Regions from separate parts of the Mus musculus genome. Here all the other regions are linked to region 2. Evidence: chromatin contacts called from public Hi-C and promoter capture Hi-C data. All regions are on one chromosome and are shown on one strand. Each heading gives the region's core, a stretch centred on a gene start, on an enhancer-like site or on the middle of the called end of the contact. The rest is flanking DNA. Distances are from core to core; before and after follow the strand shown.

The links. Promoter capture Hi-C pulls out the DNA fragments that hold promoters and counts their contacts. Hi-C and Micro-C count contacts between places; a contact is called where the count stands out from the background.
Region 1: a promoter capture Hi-C map of pre-B cells shows a contact between it and region 2, with 12 times the contacts expected there. The contact joins the promoter of Timm23 here to the promoter of Selenok in region 2. A contact is called at or near these places in 3 of 39 promoter capture datasets (liver and pre-B cells), 1 of 115 datasets of contacts at active chromatin or transcription factors (thymic regulatory T cells) and 2 of 9 other capture datasets (adipose tissue and liver).
Region 3: a contact with region 2 is called in a Hi-C map of B cells, with 6 read pairs. The contact joins the promoter of Dph3 here to the promoter of Selenok in region 2. A contact is called at or near these places in 3 of 39 promoter capture datasets (erythroid cells, liver and pre-B cells), 5 of 484 Hi-C or Micro-C datasets (B cells, CD4 T cells, CD8 T cells and 2 more), 2 of 115 datasets of contacts at active chromatin or transcription factors (memory CD8 T cells and thymic regulatory T cells) and 2 of 9 other capture datasets (adipose tissue and liver).
Region 4: a contact with region 2 is called in a promoter capture Hi-C map of liver, with 4 times the contacts expected there. The contact joins the promoter of Ncoa4 here to the promoter of Selenok in region 2. A contact is called at or near these places in 2 of 39 promoter capture datasets (liver and pre-B cells), 2 of 484 Hi-C or Micro-C datasets (both in CD4 T cells) and 2 of 115 datasets of contacts at active chromatin or transcription factors (bone marrow-derived dendritic cells and thymic regulatory T cells).

What each region holds. Positions count from the first base shown.
Region 1 is chr14:32,198,719-32,204,058 of GRCm38.p6, forward strand. It overlaps Timm23 (translocase of inner mitochondrial membrane 23), which reads right to left and starts at 3,173. Exons shown (of 7, transcript NM_016897.3): 1 at 2,925-3,173; 2 at 251-309. The coding sequence starts at 3,030. It overlaps Parg (poly (ADP-ribose) glycohydrolase), which reads left to right and starts at 3,253. Exons shown (of 18, transcript NM_011960.3): 1 at 3,253-3,747. The coding sequence starts at 3,528.
Region 2 is chr14:29,965,200-29,970,037 of GRCm38.p6, forward strand. Selenok (selenoprotein K) reads left to right here and starts at 3,181. Exons shown (of 5, transcript NM_019979.2): 1 at 3,181-3,337; 2 at 4,827-4,838. The coding sequence starts at 3,319.
Region 3 is chr14:32,084,201-32,089,321 of GRCm38.p6, forward strand. It overlaps Dph3 (diphthamine biosynthesis 3), which reads right to left and starts at 1,492. Exons shown (of 3, transcript NM_172254.4): 1 at 1,210-1,492; 2 at 707-781. The coding sequence starts at 1,317. It overlaps Oxnad1 (oxidoreductase NAD-binding domain containing 1), which reads left to right and starts at 1,528. Exons shown (of 8, transcript NM_145460.2): 1 at 1,528-1,853.
Region 4 is chr14:32,157,545-32,162,889 of GRCm38.p6, forward strand. Ncoa4 (nuclear receptor coactivator 4) reads left to right here and starts at 2,343. Exons shown (of 10, transcript NM_001033988.2): 1 at 2,343-2,466. It overlaps Msmb (beta-microseminoprotein), which reads left to right. Exons shown (of 4, transcript NM_020597.3): 4 at 523-783. The coding sequence ends at 652.

The DNA of each region.
Region 1 (5,340 bases), core at 1,923-4,422, 2.2 Mb after region 2:
TATGGGCATGCACCACCAAGCTTCAGCAAATTCCACTTAGTTTATATTGTATTTTTAGCTATGCTGCCTAGACAATTCTGAGAAGTAGAGAGAATGGAAATGTCTGTATCGCCCCTGATCTTGAGGGATCATGACTCAGTCTCTTATTGTCAAGAATGACATTAGCTGTGGATGTTCTGTGGATGTCATTTAATAGGTTGAAGAAGTTGTGGTGGTGCACACCTTTAAACTAGTAAAAGCTTTATCTTACCTGAACGAGATAGCGTGGATCCACATTTAAATAAGGAGACAGGGGGTTCATACCAGTCACTAGAGAGAAAACAGAATGTCACATCGCAACAAAATCCACACAAAGATTTCATATAGGACTCAGCTAACGGTTACACACTGTGAAACTCAATGAATGTAAATTTTCTTTGGGAATTAGGCCTTGCCCCATGCCCTACATTTTCATAAGATATTGGCACTAATATCAAATCATAAAACTCCTAGAAAAATTAGCTTAGTGTTATTCCTGTTTTGGTTTATGTTTACCCTTCCTTTTCACATTCACACATTTCCTTTAGTTTGTGTGTGTGCTAGTGTGCATGTGGAGGGCTCACTGGAGTCCCTTCCACCTACCAGTTTGGTTCTAGGGATTGGACACAGGACACCAGGCTTGGCACAAAGTGCCCATACCCACTCCTCCCCACCTATGTTTGTATGTATGTATGTATGTATGTATGTATGTATGTATAAGCAGTTTCCTTAACTAGCATAACAGCCAAGTATAAGCAGTCTCTCAGGGAAAATAGTAGTTGGGTTAGTTAGTTTGTTTGTTTAAAGATTTATTTATTTTTTTTATGCATGTGAGTACACTATAGCTGTCTTCAGACACACCAGAAGAGGGCATCAGATGGTTGTGAGCCACCATGTGGTTGCTGGGAATTGAACTCAGGACCTCCGGAAGAGCAGTTAGTGCTCTTAACCACTGAGCCATCTCTCTAGTCCTAGGTTTTTGATTGTAGAAAAGTCTATCAAAGCAGATCGTCCACATCACATTTCTAACAATCTTGCTAACAGAATCTCTTTATTACGGCAAGGAGACTCTCTGCTTTCACCCAGAGATGAAGCTTAATGGAACAGAAAATACAGACTTTCAGGTTAACTTTAAATCTACCAACTTTGAAAACAAAAAATAATCTAGCAAGAAAAATTAATGTTCATAGATTTTAAATATACTATTTGGGGTCCTTTTGTATCTTGGTTGATTGCTCACAAATGTATGCACTAAGCATGATTCTATTGATCAATTCTTTTTTTTTTTTTTTTTTTTTTTTTTGGTTTTTCGAGACAGGGTTTCTCTGTGTAGCCCTGGCTGTCCTTGAACTTAGAAATCCGCCTGCCTCTGCCTCCCAAGTGCTGGGATTAAAGGCGTGCGCCACCACGCCCAGCCTATTGATCAATTTTAAGTCCTGTTATTTCAGACTTCCAATTGTTACACAAGCATCCCATCTCATACCAACCATTTCTTACTTTCTCTTATCCCTTCAACACACTTTCTCTGTAGAAATTATGAAATCAGCCCTAATGGCTTTCATCTACAATTAGATCAAATCTAATCCCCCCTTCCTTGCTTATAAAAGCTTGTATTTGTTGCTGTTTCCTGCCTCTCAACTCTTTTTTTTTTTTGGTTTTTCGAGACAGGGTTTCTCTGTGTAGCCCTGGCTGTTCTGGAGCTCACTTTGTAGGCCAGGCTGGCCTCGAACTCAGAAATCCGCCTGCCTCTGCCTCTCGAGTGCTGGGATTAAAGGCGTGTGCCACCACGCCCGGCTTGCCTCTCAACTCTTACAATCAATCTTGTATCAGTTCATTCCCTTGCAACTCTAAAGACAAACTGACCCAATAGCTTCTCAAGAAACACAGCAGGTTTGTTCTGTCTCTCAAGCACTTGTTGCTAAATTCAGGTCACAGCTCTAACTTCAACTCCCAAGCTGTTTTCTCTAACCTGTTCTCCAACAACCTTCACGGCCCATCACCACCACCACCATCTCAGGGTCCTATTTCAATTGCCATGTCATCTATCACTAACTTCTGTGTCCTCACGTTACTCTCCTCAGTAGTATGTGTACTCTCTCACCTTAAGTAGTGCCCTTCATGTTATGCAACTGAGATATCCTAAGATACACATAAATTGTGTCCTGGACTCAAGTTTTGACAGCAGACATTAGGGTTATCAAACGGCTTTCTGAATGTTTTTAAGTGTAAAGGTTTTACTTAGAGGATTAGCAAGAAGAAACACTTTAGTAAAGTGTTATTAAACATTAACTCCCAAGCTCTACTTATCCAGTCGAATATCCATAATTACAAAACATTAAAAGCCTGAAAGACATACTTAGGTGATTGAGAAGGGCCAACAGGCTGGGAATTCATGCCTCTGCATCTTTGAATTTGCTTATATCGCTTTCAGAATTTGGCTCTTTTTTCTTGTTTAAAAATCTCTTAAAAGTTTCGTTTGCTTCCCCAGCTCCTTCTGATTTCCTGAATTGTCTCTCACACGCACAAAGAACGAAAAATGTTTTCGCCTAACTGGTTTAGAAATATTTAAAAGCCGTGTGAAAAAAAATTAATAGCGCGCTTGTTATTTGGAATGTTTATTTCTAGAACTAGGGTCTCCTAACAGGGCCAAGCATACAGAAAAGCGTGTGACGAGAAAAGACGGGACGGGGCACTAAAGAGGAGGACATTTTGTGTTTCCTCTCGAAACTAGGTCACTAAAAGAGCTTCCCGGGGATTTACGATCCCCCAAATTCGTTCAGCCTTGAAACCCAATCACCGGCGGTGAATCTCGTAAAGGCGAGCAGGAAAAGGGACAGGAACGTTACACATTTCTAGCTGTCCCAGGAAGGAGTCAGAAAGGGGAGCAGGCGAGGCCCGATACTCACGCGGGACGCCGGCCAAATCAGCGTTCGAGTAACCCGCTCCTCCGGCTCCGAAGAAGCCAGCTAACCCGCTGGTGGATTTGTTGCTACTTCCTCCGCCACCTTCCATGAGGTCGCAGCAAACGGCGGTGGGCTCGCCACCACCACCTCAGGCCGGGGACGTATGCTCGGCCGTGGCCGCGACAAGCAACAGCGGGAAGACCCGCGTTGCTCCTGCCACCTTCACCACGCTGACCTTCCGGGCGCCGGCTCCCGTGAAGTATCGCACTTCCGCTTTACGGCTGTGTGCGGCCCGGAAGTGGGAAGCGCGAGACGGCTGCTTTCCGGTGGTGGGAAAGTGAGCCTGGAGCCGGAGCCCGATCTCGAGCCGAGTGGAAGCGGCGCGTCCCGGGGCTGGTGGGCTCCCTGCTGCCGAGCGGAGGCAAGCGGCTGCGCAGCGAGGGTCTCGCTCGAAGGCCCGAGGAGTGGCAGCCTCCAGGCGGGCCGCTGCGGAGAGGGAATGGTGCGCGGCGCGCCGAGAAGGAGGCGCAGTCCGTCCCTGTCCGGGTTAGTGAATGAGGCTCTCCGCCCGGGCCGGCCCGGGGACTGTGTGCTGCGGGTCCCAGCATGAGTGCGGGCCCCGGCTGGGAGCCCTGCACGAAGCGGCCCCGCTGGGGCGCCGCTGGAACTTCTGCGCCGACTGCCTCGGACTCCCGGAGCTTCCCTGGCAGGCAGAGGCGTGTTCTCGACCCCAAGGACGCTCCCGTCCAGTTCAGGGTCCCTCCGTCCTCGCCAGCCTGCGTCTCGGGGCGGGCGGGACCGCACAGAGGCAACGCCACCTCGTTTGGTACGTGGGAAAAAAAAAATCTTTGTCCTTGTTTCAGTGTGAGGACCAGGAGACTCCAGTCACTCCTAACTGATCTTGTTTCCACCACTCTGATGACCCCGATGTTCAATCACTAGATGCCACTCCAATGAGAGGCGCTACAGTTTTACTAGTGGCATGTGTGTTGTGGAAAACTTTGTTGGACAGGTAGTTACCGGACCTCCCCGGGATACTTTCCTCAGCTTGGATAGAGAATTTGCCCTGTTAAGGAAGTCTAGTTGTGTATGTGAAGCAGAAGGGCGCTTCAGTCTCCAAAAATCGTAAAGAAAGTTGTTGCAGTAGACTCAGTGAGAGCTGACTTCCAGAGTGCAGAGCTGTTAGCCTTAGCTTGCTGGATTGTATTTGTCCCTGGCACACGATGTTGAACACGAGGAACTTGGTCTCTTCTTTCGTACCTTGAAATCTGTGAGGAGAGAGAAACAATAGCACAAGTCAAATACCTGTAACAGAGAGTAATGGATGTTGTTGTTCATGAAGGAGCCATTGTTTTGGTAGGAATTAAGTATACTTAAGTTAGTTATGGTAGTCCAGAAGGTTTGGTACTTACTGTGAGTACTGGAGAAGAAAGTAAAGAGGTACTTCAGATATGCAGTGGGTGCGCAGAATCAACGGTGGAATGGTGAGAGATGGGCTGCAGAGAATTAGGACAGTGATCCTACTCTGCTGAGTAAGTGTGGACAGTACTAAGGATCTTGAATTTTACATTTTCAGGGCAGTGAGAGGCTATTAAAGAGTGTTCAGTTGTGTGAAGGGGCGGGGTAAGGCAAGGACTTGGTTAGTCTTGTTTTCTTGAACTGTCTGTATATGTTTGGTGTATGGAAAATGGAAAAGAAAACCTGGTTGAAATCTCAGGACTAAAGGAGTTGGTCTAGATGGGGGATGCTTTACACTTAGACCCTGCTGCAGGCAGCAGTGAACAGAAGTGGATGCGTACTGGAGGGAATGCCGTGTCCTGTCCTTTTGTAGCTCAGAAGAAATACACCTATGCTTGAGAAATGGAGTTCTTGGTGTTAAAGTATAATGGACTCTGTAAGTGTGGTTTAGCATACAATGGTTAGTATTGACAGTAAAGCAGCCAAGGATAGAGCCTTTAGGAACACCTGCCTTTTAGGAGAGGCCTGAGAGAAATGGTCAGTGAGGATGAGAAAAGTCTACTGTTCTTTACGCAGAGTGAAGAACATTGCTGAAAGCATGCATTGGTGAGCAGTGTAAGAGCTGGGCAGACACCAGGGCAGAGTGGACTCTTGTCTTTCTTGGGAACACTAAGAAGCAGACTTGAAGTAGGTGTTTTGTTGTTCTTGTTTGTTTGTTTTGAAACAAGGACTCATTGTGTAGTCCCATTTGGTCTGGACCTCAGACCTGCCTCCTAAACACAAAAACCAAAGGGACTTAATCAGGTGCATCCCTGCCTCTGGCCTGATACGAGTCTTGAAATAATAGGATGTCCAGTATAAATGAAAGAGGTAGGTATAATATAGCTAGAAGGAACAGCGTACCTAAATGCTGTTGGAGCTGGAACATGGGGATGCAGAAGGCTCAGGTGAGCTTTGCTCT
Region 2 (4,838 bases), core at 1,931-4,430:
GAGGGTGATACTGAGTCTAGTTTGTGTTCTCATTTTATACTCTAAAACTACAAGGGAAGGTGAACAAGCAAGCAATGTTTTACAGAAGTAAAGGTGGCAGCGAGCATGCTGTTAGGACAAAGGTTTGTTTCAGCTAATTCTCCAGGCCATTCTGTTCCAGGTAGCAAGAGAAGTCATGGTTGGCAAATCGGCAGAATAAGTAGTGCTTTAAGTAAATCACCAAATAAATCAGTAAGTCAGTATCTAAAAATTGGTCTTCTTGCCTTATTCTGTTTCACCTTTTCTCTGTTAGTCCAACAGTGTTTTTATATTACACCAATCATGTCTAGGAGCAATGTACTAAGTGGGAGCCACATAAGTAATTTAAATTTCTCTAATAACCATATCAAGATGTAAAAGGAAAAATTATTTTTAATGAAGTATTTTGGTTATTTATTTTCTGGTTTTCAAGTAGTCTCACATTGCTCTTTCAGATGACCAGAGTTCAATTCCCAGCACCCATACAGCAACTCACAAACATTTGTAGCTCTAATTCCAGGGGAACCGATGCCCTCCCTGGCCTCCATGGGCATCAACTATGCAAGTGATACACAGACACACACACACATATATATATACAGGCCAAACACACACACAAATTTAAGTTTAATTAATTCTTCAAAGCCAGACATATTCCCATCAAATATAAGTGAGAAATTGTGAAAGGCTTTGCACGTTGAGGAAAACCTTAGGAGAACTGAACCCAAGAAGAGCAGTAGGTAGAGAAGTTCTCCTTAGGAGAAACTGTGCACATAAGCAAGAATTCAGGAAAACAAAGGGTCTATTGAGGAACTAGAAACCAGAGAGAATAATCTAAGTGGTATCAAAGGAACCTCCCACAGCTAACCAGGGCGTTATGTGGAAGGTGGTGGCTAAAAGGCTAATGAGCAGATTGGTGAGGCTGTATTGAACTGGCAGCCAGAAGTAACACAGGTTGAAACACAGGGAGGCTAGGGATAGTTTGGGATATCACTGCATTAAGGTGCAGGAATAAAATCTAAAGAGGAATGAAGAGGAAGTAACTGGCCTGAGATCCGGGGTTTGCTCCCTTCCTTGTGTGGCTACTGGTGCTGTTTGTTTGTTGAGACAAGGTCTCACTGTGTAACGCCTGCTGGATGGAAACTTGCTATGTAACTCAAACTGACCTCAACTCACAGGACTGCAGCCTAAGCCTTCCAACTGCTCGGCTTACAAGTGTGCACCACCACACCTTGTACAGGGGTACCAGGCGGATGAGGTTCCTGATCCCTTAGCGTTTACTAATGAAGAGTGACAACACTAAATAATCAGGTTAGTAATTCCATGTTGTGATAAGGACTATGAATAAACTGACCAGAGATGAGGAATCAAGGAGAGACACTCAAATGATGACACTCGGGCTGACAACTGAAGGGGAAAGGATGGGGAACTGTCGGTGAGTCAGTTAACGTGTTACAGGAAGAATAGCTATGTGCACGTTCAGGGAGATGAAAAGACTTAGGGCACTCACAAAACTGTAAAAAAAAAAAAAAAATTATTGCCAGAGTGTGTTTTGGGTGGGAATGTGTAGCAGAAGCTAAAATCAAGTGAACAGGTCAGGCTATATCAGTGGATACTGAAAAGGACCTAGTTTGTAAGAGCAATGGGAGATCACTACATTTTAGTGTCTAAAGGGTTTTAAGCAAAACAAAGTTTTGTTTTGTTTTTTTTAAATAAATCATTCTTGTTGCAGTCTGACAAAAGTATAACCAGGGATTTCAGTTAGAAGGAAAAGAGAGCACAGAGAGTGAGAGGCAACGTCATGGTTTAAGCCCAGGTCTAGAAAGGCCCTTGAGAAAAATCACGGACCCAGGTTGGGAAGAGAGCTCGGTGGGTAAAGTGACTGCTACACAGACATGAGGGCCTGGATTTTAGAATCCCCAGCAGTCATGTAAAAGCCAACAGTGGTTGCACACAACTCAGACCTATCCTGGAGGATGAGACAGGCAGATGGCCAGAGCTCCCTAGCCAGTCCAATAAGGTGGAAAACACCCAACTCTCCCTTTCTGTACTGACTGCACACCTCATTCCTCCCTTCCCCTCTCCTCACCCCCACTCCCCGCACCACAAAGGAAACACAACAGGGGCAGCAAGGAATTTTCTTCAAACTTACTGGATGCCCAAGACCTGCCTTCTAACGCATATGTCACGTCTACAATGCTGACAAGCAGAGGAAATTGTCATTCTGAAGTTCATTTGATTTTCCCTAGTTGTGTCTCTACAGCTATTAAAAATGCCACTTCTTAGCTGGGTGTTGGTTACACCTTTAGTCCCAGCACTTGGGAGGCAAGAGACAGGTGGATCTCTGAGTTCAAGAACAGCCTGCTCTACAGAGCTAGTTACAGGGCAGCCAGGGCTACACAGAAAAACAGTCTCGAAAAATAACAAATTCCACTTCTTGAACTTATACAGATCCACCTGCCTATGCCACATGAGTACTGGTATAGGCCTGGTCTACAAAGTGAGTTCAAGGGCAGCCTGGGATACACAGATCCCAAATCAAAAACAAACAAAAACAAGACAAAAGACAAAAACAAAAACCAGCTGGGTGTGGTGAGGCTTGTCTTTCATCCCTGCGCTACGGAGGCAGAGGCAGGCAGATCTTTGCGTTTAGGGCCAGCCTCGTCTACAATGTGAGCTCAGAGCCAGGAATACAGTGTGAGTCCTGTTTCAAAAAAGCAAAACAAATAAACTGAGAGCAGAAATAACCGGCTTAAAGGGAATACGGTCCAGAGGGACTTAAAAGTGAGTTCAGCAAAACCTGATGGTTAAAGCTCTTCATGTCCCAGACACCGCCTCAGAGCCTCTCCCTGCCACTCCAAAAGACAGCAACACATCTGGAAAGCTGAGGAACGTTCCGCCCTCCAAGCCCTTCGAGCCACCTCGGACCCGAACCCTGCGCGTGTCTGCCAACTAGCAAGCAACTTCCGGTCGGCAGTGCTGTGGCCTCAAAGACTCTCGGTCAAACCGGAACCAAGTGAGGGGGGTGGGGAAAAGGACCCTCAAACAATGTTTCTCCTAGACGTCATATCCGGTCTCCTGACTCAGGCAGTATCCACGCCAGCGGAAGTTACTTGTGTGACTGGGCGGAACCTCTAGTCAGGAGTGGTCTCCCAGCAGCCAATGGGCTCGACCCACCTCTAGCCTGACTTGGGTCTGTCAGTGGCCTGTGACGTACAGGGCGGGGCGGGAGGCTAGGTACGGCGACAACAGGGGCGTCCGGTCTTCTCTGTCGCTAGGAAGCAGGCAACCGGAGGGAAGATGGTTTACATCTCGAATGGTGAGTGAGAGCCTTACCCTGGGCCGCTTCTGTCCTGACTCGCCGGGTCCTGAGCTTGGGGCGGCCTCCCCCACACCAGTGGCCGGAAGGAGTGGGAAGCGGAGGCGGTGGGAGCCGAGGCGCAGCCCAGAAGGTCCCCGGGTGCCGCTGGGGGACCCTGAAGCCTCCTGGTACAGCCAATTTTCCGATTGTGGGTTTGCGATAGTGATCCCGGGCGCGGGTGTCCTTAACCCGGGAATGACAGAGACGCTAACCCGGTCCGGATACAACGCGCTTTTGTTTGGGCCGCTAGAGCCGCGTTCTTTGCCTAGCATCTCTTTCATCCTTGTAACTGTTCTATTCAGATGGTGTATTTCTATCCCTGTTTTTCGGATGCAGACTGAGACATAGATTGACTAGCTCGCTAAAGATCACAAAGGCAATATGAAATTTAGGTTAAATTGAACTCAGGTTGGCTCCAGTATTACCTACCATACTGCCTCTATAATGCGTACAATAATGATGGCGATGGTGGTGATGCAGGACTAGCAAGAATATGAAAAAAATAAATAAAATCTGGAGACAGGGTCTCACTTTGTAGTTTTATCTGCCCTGTAACTCACTGTGTACGCTAAGGTGGCCACTAACTCCCAAAGATCCTCCTGCCTCTGACTCCGGAGTAGTGGGATTAAATTAAAGGCAAGCACCACCACGCCAGGCAATACAAAAGTTGTGACAGATTTTTCTCCCCTAAAAGTGTAGCTAGTCCTAAGCCCAAGACTTTACCCAGTTTGAAAGAACTTGGGAAGCAAGTCTCCAATTACTGGAAAAGAAAAAAATACAGCCTGAGAAGGTCGTATCAGTGCCAGAACCATCTGCCCACCTGTGTGACTTAGGTGAGACTCCTTGGCGCATTTCTACAAGACTCTCTTGGGGCCCTGGAAATAGGTGTGGTTGTATCAGATTCATCTCTGTATCTCTAGAGAGTAGGGCGATTAGCAGAAGTCTTAGGGCTGAGAGCACTTTGAATTTCTCGGCTTTTTTCAGGATTTCACCTCCTGATTACAAAGCTTTGGGATAGGTGGTGTGATGGGCACTACAGGAAGCATCATCATTCCATCTTCAGTTTCGAGCGCTCGCAGATTCTGTTATTTGCAATTTAGGTCACTAGCTCATACAGCTATGCACTCAAAAGTGATCAGTGTTCTTCTGCTGCATCCATCTCGCCACTAAAATGTCATGTGCATTTTACCAGTGAGAAGGAGATGGCAAAGAGATGCCTAGAATGAGTTCGCCTCCGAGAATTACATACTGAAAGTAGACATCTATCGAAGGAGTGAACGCTAGATCCCAGAGTTTGACTGCACTCACAGTGGACCTCTGATGTTGACTGGCTTGAAGAAGCCAACAAGTCAAAAGCTGAGCTCATTGGTGTTGCTCCGCTGATTAAAGGCAGCGCCGAGTTGTGGACTTGTGGCACTTACCTCAGTTTCTTTCTTTAATTCTGTAGGTCAGGTGTTGG
Region 3 (5,121 bases), core at 242-2,741, 2.1 Mb after region 2:
CTGTCCATTGTTCTTTGCTCCATAAACCATTTTAAAATAAGAATGAATCATTACATTTCTATTATTGTCTAAATTAACACCTGCTTCTCCCACAAAGTTCTGTGCTTTGGTCCAACTTACCCTATAGTCATTTTAGAATTTATCCTCTAGACTGTTACATTCTGTACTTAGACTCCAAAGCACTAACTGAGCTTTGGGTGGGAAGTAAAGATATTTACCCCTTTTCTATTGCCATTCCTAATGGATACAAAGGAACATGGAACTGTAACATTACATCTAGGAACTATATCTCAAACAAGGTAGATTCTGTACATAAGCTAGGCAAGCAATAAAATGCAATCTTCTAAAAATATCCTAGAGCTCTGAACAAACTAAATATTAAATACAAGAGAAATGTCAAAAGGAAGAACATCAATTAAAATAACCATAATTTTTCATTCCTGATTAAGTCATCAATTTTCATTACAAAGCAATTTCTTTATTGCCCTTTCCAAAGTGATCATAAGTTACATAAAAGGCAGATCTCTGTGAATTCAAGGCCAGCCTGGTTCACATCATGAGTTCCAGTATAGCCAGGGCTACTTAAGGTCCCTGTCTCAAAAAACAAACCAACACCCAACACTCTTCCGCCCTTTTCTATCAGACAGGCTCCTTTAGGCCCTTGTCATTAGCTCACACCACCCATCCCCTTTAACATATCCCTTACTTTGTCATAAATCACTTTTATAATGAGTGAGCAGCTAGGACACGTGGCCACATCTTCTCCATTTTCCAAATCTTCCTACAACGCAATCAAACAACATATGGTCAGCATAGCCTTTCGTCAACTTCCCATAAATCTCTCCTATGTCTATGGGCAAGTCTTTAGTTGGGTAACAACACAAAGAACTTTCCTCCCAAGTGTCATCTAGGAAAAAAAAACAGGGAGATTAGATTGGTTCGATCGCCTCCAAAACCCTGGGGTACAAAATCAAGTTCCCTTCTTCAAAGAAGCTCCCAGGGGAAAAAAAAATAGAAAAAAAAGAAAAACACTTAGGGGCGGGACTACGGAGAACAGCGCCCTTAACCCGACCCTGTATGCTAGACAGCCTAGGTTACTACTTTAGGGGCGGGGGTTCGGAAGAACACGTGGGTAACTGAGCCTTCCCAGGGACACCGGAAGCGACAATGCGCAAGCTCGAGGGATCGCCGGCGGGCCCTTTAGAGTACCTTGGTGATGGCAAAGTTATCCCCACAGGGGCAAGGGTAGAAATATGTCTCCGAGTCCTCGTCATATTGAAAGTCCTCGATCTCCACCTCGTCGTGAAACACCGCCATGGTCACCCGGTCGGCACCGCATCAGCTTGCCTACCTGCGCCCAGGCAGGGTAAGGCCCGGTCTTCCCGGTCCACCCTGGCGCAGGAACAGTCACTTCCGGACGCACAGGCGATGACGTAACTTCTACCGCCGCGGCCAAAAGGGTGACCCGGTCGCGGTCGCCATGGAGATAGCGCCGGAAAGATGGTGCTTCCTGCGCAGCAGCGTTGCGCAGTTCTCCGTCCACTGGGTGCCAGCGACCAATAGTGTGAAGGGCTCCCTCTCATGGCGGTTACGTCAGTCCGGGGCCCGGGGAGTTTGGGCTTGGGATATAAACGAGTTTTCTATGCAGGTGGAGTCTTGTCCTCCATAGCTGACTTCAGAGGACATTAAAAGAATTGGCGGAGGCTACGCCCTCTTGAAAGGGGGAATCATTGAGGCTCAGGGAGCCACACAGCGTCCTCTCCAGTTCTCGGCCCACAGCGCTCCTGCAATTGCGTTTCAGGCGACCTTGAACTCTGAGTGACTCTTGGCCTGTTATGAGTTCTTGCCTGCAGGTACATCACTGCCTCTCTCACCCCAGCCACTTTCTGATACCCCGGTTGTGTTGTAGAGAACCAAGATCTGCAAGACAGGGGCGAGTTCTAGCCATATTTTAAATATTCACTGCAGTGGTGGGCACAGTAGCTTTTAATTATTGGGGTTTTTAGTGGGCAACCTATATGTTAAACTTGATCTTGAGGTTCAAAAATCCATTTTATTCATCTTTAACATAGATTTAGAGACTGGGCATCTTGCCCAAGATTGCATACCTAGGCCATAACGATGAGCCTAGCTGTCTCTAAAGCCCAGGAACAAATTATTTATGTGAACTTTAGTTCTCGGTAAAAGGAATGGTGTTCCTGGTATTTTCGTCAGCGTGCAGCCTCTTCTTTGAGAAGCACGTTGTTCCGAGAGCCGTGCTGGGCTTGTTCCGGTTACAACCAGGGACTTTGGAGTAGTGCTAAGCAGTTACTCATCTCACTGGAGGAGTGCAGTGTAGTGAAAAGTAGTATGGCAGAACTGGATTCCAGTTTGACTTGAAGAGCTCTGGGGGTTGGAAAATTACATTCTTTGGTTCTTACATCCTCTTCTGAGAGTAGATCCTTTGGAATCTAACATTCTTTTGCACGAGAATGAATAGTTCAGCAGTCATGTATGACTTATGTAGTTTACATTTCTGTAACAGTGTTTAAGTATGTACAGTTGTGTGCATAAATTACCAATTTTGTGCATGTTTAAAGGACACTATATTTTGAAGCCTTTTTGAAGTGTGAAAACCTATGGGCAGAGAAGCCTTTGGGAGGAAAAAACCCAGAACTTAAGTGTATGGAAGGTTGTTTCAAAGATCTCCATTCCTTTTTTTTTTTTTTTTTTTAACATAATTGAAGATCTAAATAGCAATTAGGAGATCTTTGTAGCCTGTTGCAGGTTAGCTGTAGCCTGTCTGGGCAGAAGAGAAATGCAGTGAAAGCCTTCTATCTTTATGGGTATAAATACTTCCCAGGTAACCTCTGGGACACAGGAAGAAAACTGATTTCCAAGTGTCTGTCTTTAGTTCAGATGATCTTTAGTTCTTATGAGCCATTCTTGAATGCGCAGAAATGGATGCAGTTGTTGGTAGGGAATGGCCTGGCAAGTATATCGATCTGTAACCCCAGCATTGATGCAAGCAGGGGCAGAAACAGGTGGATCTCTGGAGCGCAGGGGCCGACAAGTTGGTGAGCTCCATATTGGGGAGGCTACCGGCCACACGAGGCTCGTAGTGTGTATAAGTTCTTAGGTCTTTTATTTAAAAAGCAAACACACAAAAGGCTGAAGAGCTGGTTCATCAGTTAATATCACTGCTGCTCTTCCTGAAGACCGACGTTAAATTCCTAGCACCTATATTGAAGTTAGTTATGTCTATAACTCCAGTTCCGGGCCACCCTTTTCTGGCCATGTGGTTGCTGGGAATTGAACTCAGGATCTCTAGAAGTGTAGTCAGTGCTCTTAACTGCCAAGCCATCTCTCCAGCCCTGGACCTGATGTTTTAGAAAGCAGTTCAGACCCATCAAAAACAAATTTCTGGGGCATCTTAAAGACTGAAGTTATAATCAGCTAGCTTTTCTTTTTAACTTCTCAACAAATCATTTGTGTGCATATTATTTAAAATAGTAAAGGAAAAACTTAATGAGCCATTTATTTATGGTAGTTGACACTGGGTTCTGGATAATTCTTATGTGTGTTTGATCATTAGAATAACACAGTGAGGGCTGGTGAGATGGCTCAGTGGGTAAGAGCACCCGACTGCTCTTCCGAAGGTCAGGAGTTCAAATCCCAGCAACCACATGGTGGCTCACAACCATCCGTAATGAGATCTGGTGCCCTCTTCTGGAGTGTCTGAAGACAGCTTCAGTGTACTTACATATAATAAATAAATCTTTAAAAAAAAAAAAAAAAAAAAAGATTCACCTTAAAAAAAAAAAAAAAAAAAAAGAATAACACAGTGAAGTACAGATGGGGTGTGTCTTTAGCCCTGGGAAATGAGGTCTAGGGGCTGAAGAATTCGCTAAGGCAAAGCTCAAAAGTCACGATGCCAACTTGGACTCTTTTGGTCCTAGAACCTAGAACTCTTTTTTGTTTGTTTGTTTGTTTGTGGTTTTGTTTTTTGTTTTTGTTTTTTTCGGGACGAACCAGACTGCCTGGTCTGTTTCTGGCAGAATGAGAGGAAGCCAGCAGGGCTGTTCCTACAGTAGGAACCTCTCAGCAAGTTGAAGGGCTCTGATTCCCAAACATTTTTAATACTGTCCTACCATCTCTGGCCGCTGTTCTACCAGAATCTTTTTTTTTTTAAAAGATTTATTTATTTATTATATGTAAGTAAGTACACTGTAGCTGTCTTCAGATACTCCAGAAGAGGGGGTCAGATCTTGTTACAGATGGTTGTGAGCCACCATGTGGTTGCTGGGATTTGAACTCTGGACCTTCGGAAGAACAGTCGGGTGCTCTTACCCACTGAGCCATCTCACCAGTCCATCTACCAGAATCTTAAGCTAGAGTCTTGACTTCCTGCTTTAACGTGGGTGACCATTTAAAAGTACCAAGATCATGTCCTTGTTCTGAACTTGGTTCAGTTGCTGTGAGTGCCCTTCAGGGAAGTTTCACTTTGGACACACTTTGGACCTTCACTTTGGACACATAGGCACATGTACGGGTTCCTGGCATTCTCACCCAGCTCCTCTTAACTCGCCAGCGTTGTTTCTTGCTTGGGCTTTGTTCCTTCCAAGATCTCTGCTGCAGTGTGCTTCATGTCTCCCCTTCATGTCTGCCTGGCTGTCTCGATCGGCTCTGCTTTCATCTCAGCTGCTGTCAGCCCCCAGAGTCCTTCACTAGTACTCCCCATAGCGGCCCCCACCACCCTTCCTTACACTCCGCCTCATCTGTAGGTGTAGTTATCACCTGTCTCCTGGCCAGCTTCTCAGGCTTGGCAGAAGGCACCCTTATCTACTGCACCATCTTGCCAATCTGATTTTTTCTTTTTAATACTTTCGTATAAGAACTGGAATAAAGCCGGGCAGTGGTGACACACACCTTTAATACCAGCACTTGGGAGGCAGAGGCAGGCGGATTTCTGAGTTCAAGGCCAGCCTGTTCTACGGAGTGAGTTCCAGGACAGCCAGGGCTATACAGAGAAACCCTGTCTCAAAAAAATAAAAATAAATTTAAAAAAGAACTAGAATAAAGTTCAGAAGGCAAGTTGAACACAATTTTATAAAAATACCGTTACTTGCCAGTTATTGGCAC
Region 4 (5,345 bases), core at 1,093-3,592, 2.2 Mb after region 2:
GAGGGCAATGACTCCTAAAATCGTGTGCCCCTGCATGTGCAGGTGGGTTTTCCCATGATGCTTTGTTTCTACTATCTTCTCCCTGGGATCCATGACCCTGGTCTGGGATGGCTCTCTGCCCCTGTTGGTTGGGTGAGCTCCTCTTCTAACTAGATACCACACAGAGCTGGGACAACCCTTCTCTTCCCACAGTCTAGCACCATTATCGATGACCACTCCCTGGACAGGGAGGGTTGGGAAGACAAGGTTAGTACAAGATTTCCCGTCCCAGAGCGGCCTAGCCCTGCCTTTGGCCTGTTAGAACTTCCCAGTGTCCTTCAGTGCATGCAGGGTAGAATGTAGGACCCTTGTTAGGGATGGTCTCTGTGACTCCATGGCACAAACAGGTACAAATGCTTCTAGCCAAGTGATGCCCTTACATTCCAGGAGACAGGAATGTGTGTAGTCTGCTTCTTGCACAGAGCAGTAGGGCTGGGTGAATGTTTCCTCCCTTCCTAACGTCTTTTCTTGTCTCATTGACAGCGCTACTAGGCCTTTGAGCTATGACAAAGACAACTGTGATGTACAATTCCACCCAGAGAACTGCACCTACAGTGTGGTGGATCGGAAGAACCCAGGGAAGACCTGTCGAGTTGACAGCTGGACTATGTAAATGTGCTTCGTGTGGGCCCAAAAGTGGAGTAACATTTGAACCTTGTATGATTTAAATTTACCAATCATAAGCTTGCAAGGAGGTGACCTGTAATCCCAGCACTCAGAAGGCAGAGGCAGCATATCTTGAAAAACTCAAATAAATAAAAAAACAAACAAGTAAACAAGTAAACAAGTTTGCCAACCATATTTGTATTAACTTAATGCATGTTATACAACCAAACAAATCAACCCAACAATACCAGGTACCAGTTACAGCATCTTTCCTGAGCTCCAACAGGTGTCATGCATGTGTGCTTTCCTATGGGGCCCACATCCATTTCCACCACTTCTACAAATAAGGCTCTTCTGCCTGCATCTTGTTTCTGGTTTAGGCTAGAGAAGTGGTTCAGTGGTTAAGAGCCCCGAAGCTCTTCCAGAGGTTCTGAGTTCCCAGCAACCACATGGTGGCTCAGAACCATCTGTTTCTGCTTTACAATGGAAAAAAGCATGTGTGTTCATGATGAAACCAGACTTCTTCTTTGTCCCTGGTACTCTCATTTATCCTTCCTTCCAGTTACTTAGGTACCCCCTCTTTATCGAGTCCCCACATCACACTGTGTTTGCATAAGGTTAGAACAGGTTAGAGATACTGGAGAAGGGGCTCTCTAGACCTCACGCAGTCTGACAGGAAACTCAGAAGCCGGACTTCTGTGGGTGGTGGGGCCTAGCTCTAGGGTCAGTTAGGTGTGGCATACAGACCAGCTAAAATACACTGACTTGAAACTGTAACATTAATTCTGACATTTATTTACTCAATATTTAAAAAAAAATGTAGCATGTTTTTCCTAAGTTATAAAGCCCATCAGCCTTGTCTTAGTCACTGTTTTATTGCTGTGAAGAGACACCATGACCATGGCAACTCTTACAAAAGGAAGCATTTGCCTGGGCCATCTTTACCATTTCAGAGGCTTTGTCCATTATCAGCATGGCATAAAGCAGGGTGGCCTGCAGGCAGAAGTAGCTCAGAGTACTACATCCAGATCCACATGCAGCAGAAAGAAAGAGTGAGCCACTAAGCCTGGCTTGGACTTCTGAAGCCTCAAAGCCAACCCCCAGTGACATACTTCCTCCCCCAAAGCCACACCCACCCCAACAAGGACACTCACTCTAAGTAGAGCCATCTTCTCATCAGTAAGCATTCAAACACGTGAGCCCGAGAGGGCCATTCTTACTCAAACCACCACAAACCCCAGAGGAAAAAAAGAGTTTATTTTCTTTATTTGCATGACTCTTTTTTGCCTGCATATATACATCTGTACCGTGTGCACGCCTGGTGCCCTTGGAGGTCAGAAGGCACTGGAACCAGGAGGTATGGGTGGTTGTGAGCCATCCTGTAGGTGGCTGGGAACCAAAACTGGGTCCTCTGCAAGAACAGGAAGTGCTTTTTTTTTTTTTTTTCAAGACAGGGTTTCTCTGTGTAGCCCTGGCTGTCCTGGAACTCACTCTGTAGACCAGGCTGTCCTCGAACTCAGAAATCCGCCTGCCTCTGCCTCTGCCTCCGGAGTGCTGGGATTAGAGACTTACTGATAGGCACGAAAATGATCCAGACTAAGGGCAGGGAGTGTTACTGCATGCCTCCACGTTGAGCTCTAAGAAGACTTTGCGCAGGCGCGGAAGGAAATCTCGCGAGACTGTCAGAACACTACCGAGAAGCGTGGTAGGGAGGCCATCCTATCGCGAGAACTCTGTCTTCAGGGTCCGGATCCTTCCACGGCTAAGTGTCTGGGTCGGTCTAAGGTCCGCTCGGATCACCGGAAGGAGCGCTGCCAGCCGGTAAGGACGAGAGTGGCCGGCGGGCGCGCTTCCTCTTCTGCCCTGTGCCCTTCTTCGCTCCGGCCTGTGGCCTGTCCTGCCCTCCCCTCCATTCTTCCCGACCCTCGGGTCCGGGACCACCATCCCACCTGCCTGCACGCGGGGCCCAATGGCCCTTCCCTTCCCCAGGTCACGTCTGCTGTGATCGCCTCTCCAGTCCCCGCGTCGCGCCAGGCCAGAGCTCCTCTCCCTCCCCTCGTCCCGACGCTACCACTTTTCCTTCATGCCCAAGCGCTGGATCTGTCTTCTCTCCTCTGTCCTGTCGACATGTTTCGTTCCTGGGCCACGATTGCAGCCTGAATGCTTCTCTTCCATCCCTTTCCCTACATTGCCCTGACTGTCCTCTGGGTTTATAGCGGTGACAGCCCTGTTTCTCTGGTCCCAGGCGGGCCTGGTTTCCATTACTGACCCAGTGCACATTTGCCCCTATTCCTAGTGGTTTGGCAAGGTGGAATGACTTCTGGAGGCCCACTATCCGTTTCCTTCTCCCAGCAGTCCCTTTAAATCGTTTGATTCGTCCCTTCAGCTGATGAGAAGAGAGAGCTTGCAGAATCATTAATTCATAGCTCGGGCGTTCATTTGCTATATGCTTAGGGTACTGAGGATATAGTAATGTAAAGAAGTGGACGTGCTCCCGGCCCTGATGTGACTTAGCCCTTGCGGTGGGAACAGTATGGGTTTAAGTGCTACAGGCTGGAACTTGGGAGGATGGCTCAAGAATGACAAGTCAGAGGGGCTGGAGTTATCTGACCCTCCTGCACACAGCTCTCCTGCTAGTGTTGTTTAGTAGGTAAGGGCCTGCCACCCTGGCGTCCTTTTGGAAGGACTTGACTTTCCACCCACTTGGTAATTTGGAGTATGGTCATAGACCTTTTGAGTTACTTCCCTGGGTGTGTATGGGACAGGTAAGGCTGTTGGTTCTCCGTTAGCATCCCACTGTGATGTTTCTGAACTTTTAAAGTACATTAGAACATTGGAAAGAATTTCATCCTGTGTGACAAACAGGAGACTAATTTGTACTGCTCAGCAGGTCGCTTGATTTGCTCTGTGGATTTTTTTGTTTGTTTAAGAAGAGTGTCAGATCCCCTTACAAGCCATTGTGAGTCACCTGATGTGGGCCCTAAGAACTGAACTCTGGCCCTTTGATAACCACTGGGCCATCTCTCCAGCCTGGTTTGTTTAGTTTGCTTGAGACTGGCTGCAGGGATCCTGTTGGCTCTGCTGGGTTTACAGACGTACGTGCCACCACACCCAGGTGATTTGCTCTTTGCAAGATTTACTCGCCCGAAGAATTGTTCTGCTAAGTGAGATAATGGGTAGCTGCTGGCACTAACAGTCCCTGCATTTAGATCTCTTTTTTCTTTTTTTTTTACCTCCTCCCTTGGGTCTTTGAGCCTTTCGGAAAATAACCTAGACATTTAAAGTTTTCAGATTGAAGTTTGATGATGACGAACGTGTCTGTCTCTACAGTTACGTTATTCTTTTGAGGAAAATTACCGAACTACAGATGAACTAAGATGCTTCTTAAAGCATCTTGTATCTAGTTTTAGAAGTTAACTTGACTCCCATGGCCAGTTTATGAAAGCAGTGCAGGTTGCTTGTGTCCCAGGGATCTGTATGTAGGTCTTATAGAACTCTGGGTGTCCCGGCACACACCCCTTCTGCACTTGAGAGTCTCTCAGCTAGCTTTCTGGGCCTTTGCCCACACAGTGTTAACACACCGGTCAGTACTTATAGCAACTCACTGAGCCTGTTAGCCACCTTTTTTTACCTGTGCTTCTTATTTCAGAAATCTATTGTTGTCTGTGAATCAGTGGCACAAACGTTCTGCTAGATGGCAGATTCACCATCGTCTCCACAGGAACAACACCACTGTGCCTTTCTGTTCAAGACCTTAAATACTTGAATGACTACATAAACCTTAAACGGCCCCTTCAAAATACCTGGTGCAGATGAGGGGTTTAGACTCATACTAGATCATAGCCAAAAGGCTAAGAGGCAACCAGACTCAGACTTTTGGGTGTAGAAGCCTGTGACTACAGGTATCCTATTTAACCCTGTTAAGCCTATAAGAGTTGCTAAGTTGAGCTCTTCTGCTCTAGGTGTGTCACCAGTGGTACTCTTGTTTCTATGCTTGTCTCTTAGAGGGGCTGTCAGTTGTCCTCAGCTTGCCTTCTGTGACTGTTAAATCTAACACTTCAGACATCATTTGTAAGCTTATCGTCTGTATACCTGAATTAGATAGATTCACAGGCAAGTGAGCTAAATAATTACTGTGTAGGTATTCTGTTTTTAGCTAGCATGAACCACTCATCAGGTGCTCATGACTGTCTTCCTCCAGGTTGGCTTTGCTTGGCTTGATTGCGCGGTAGAATCAACATGTTTTTCTGGGGGACCAGGATTGCACTTGGGGCTTTTGAGCTTGTAGTTCCTCCCATTTGGCATTGCCTTGATTGCCCTACAGACCGAGCAGTTTTGGTTTAGTGTTGAGTGAGTAGGTTAAATGGGCTTAGCTTGTGTCAGTAAGTATAGCATAGTCTTTTAATACGTGGACAATTACAGCTTCCAAAATAATTCAGGTATGTTTTGAGTTTTACTTTAGCTATATTGCTAGTCCCTCAGGCAATTTCTGTGGTACTTACTGCAAAATCTGAGGGGGGAAATGTTGAGTTGGCTGTAAATACAGTGCACATTTTAACCAACAAGCCCATTGTTATTTTGAGTTTGTGGAACTAAGATTTTTGGGTCTGGCAGTTTTAAAAACTGCCTTTCTCAGCACTCATGCTAGGATTGTGATTTCTGTGGAGACAACCCTCATCAGTTCTGTATTGTTTGAAAAC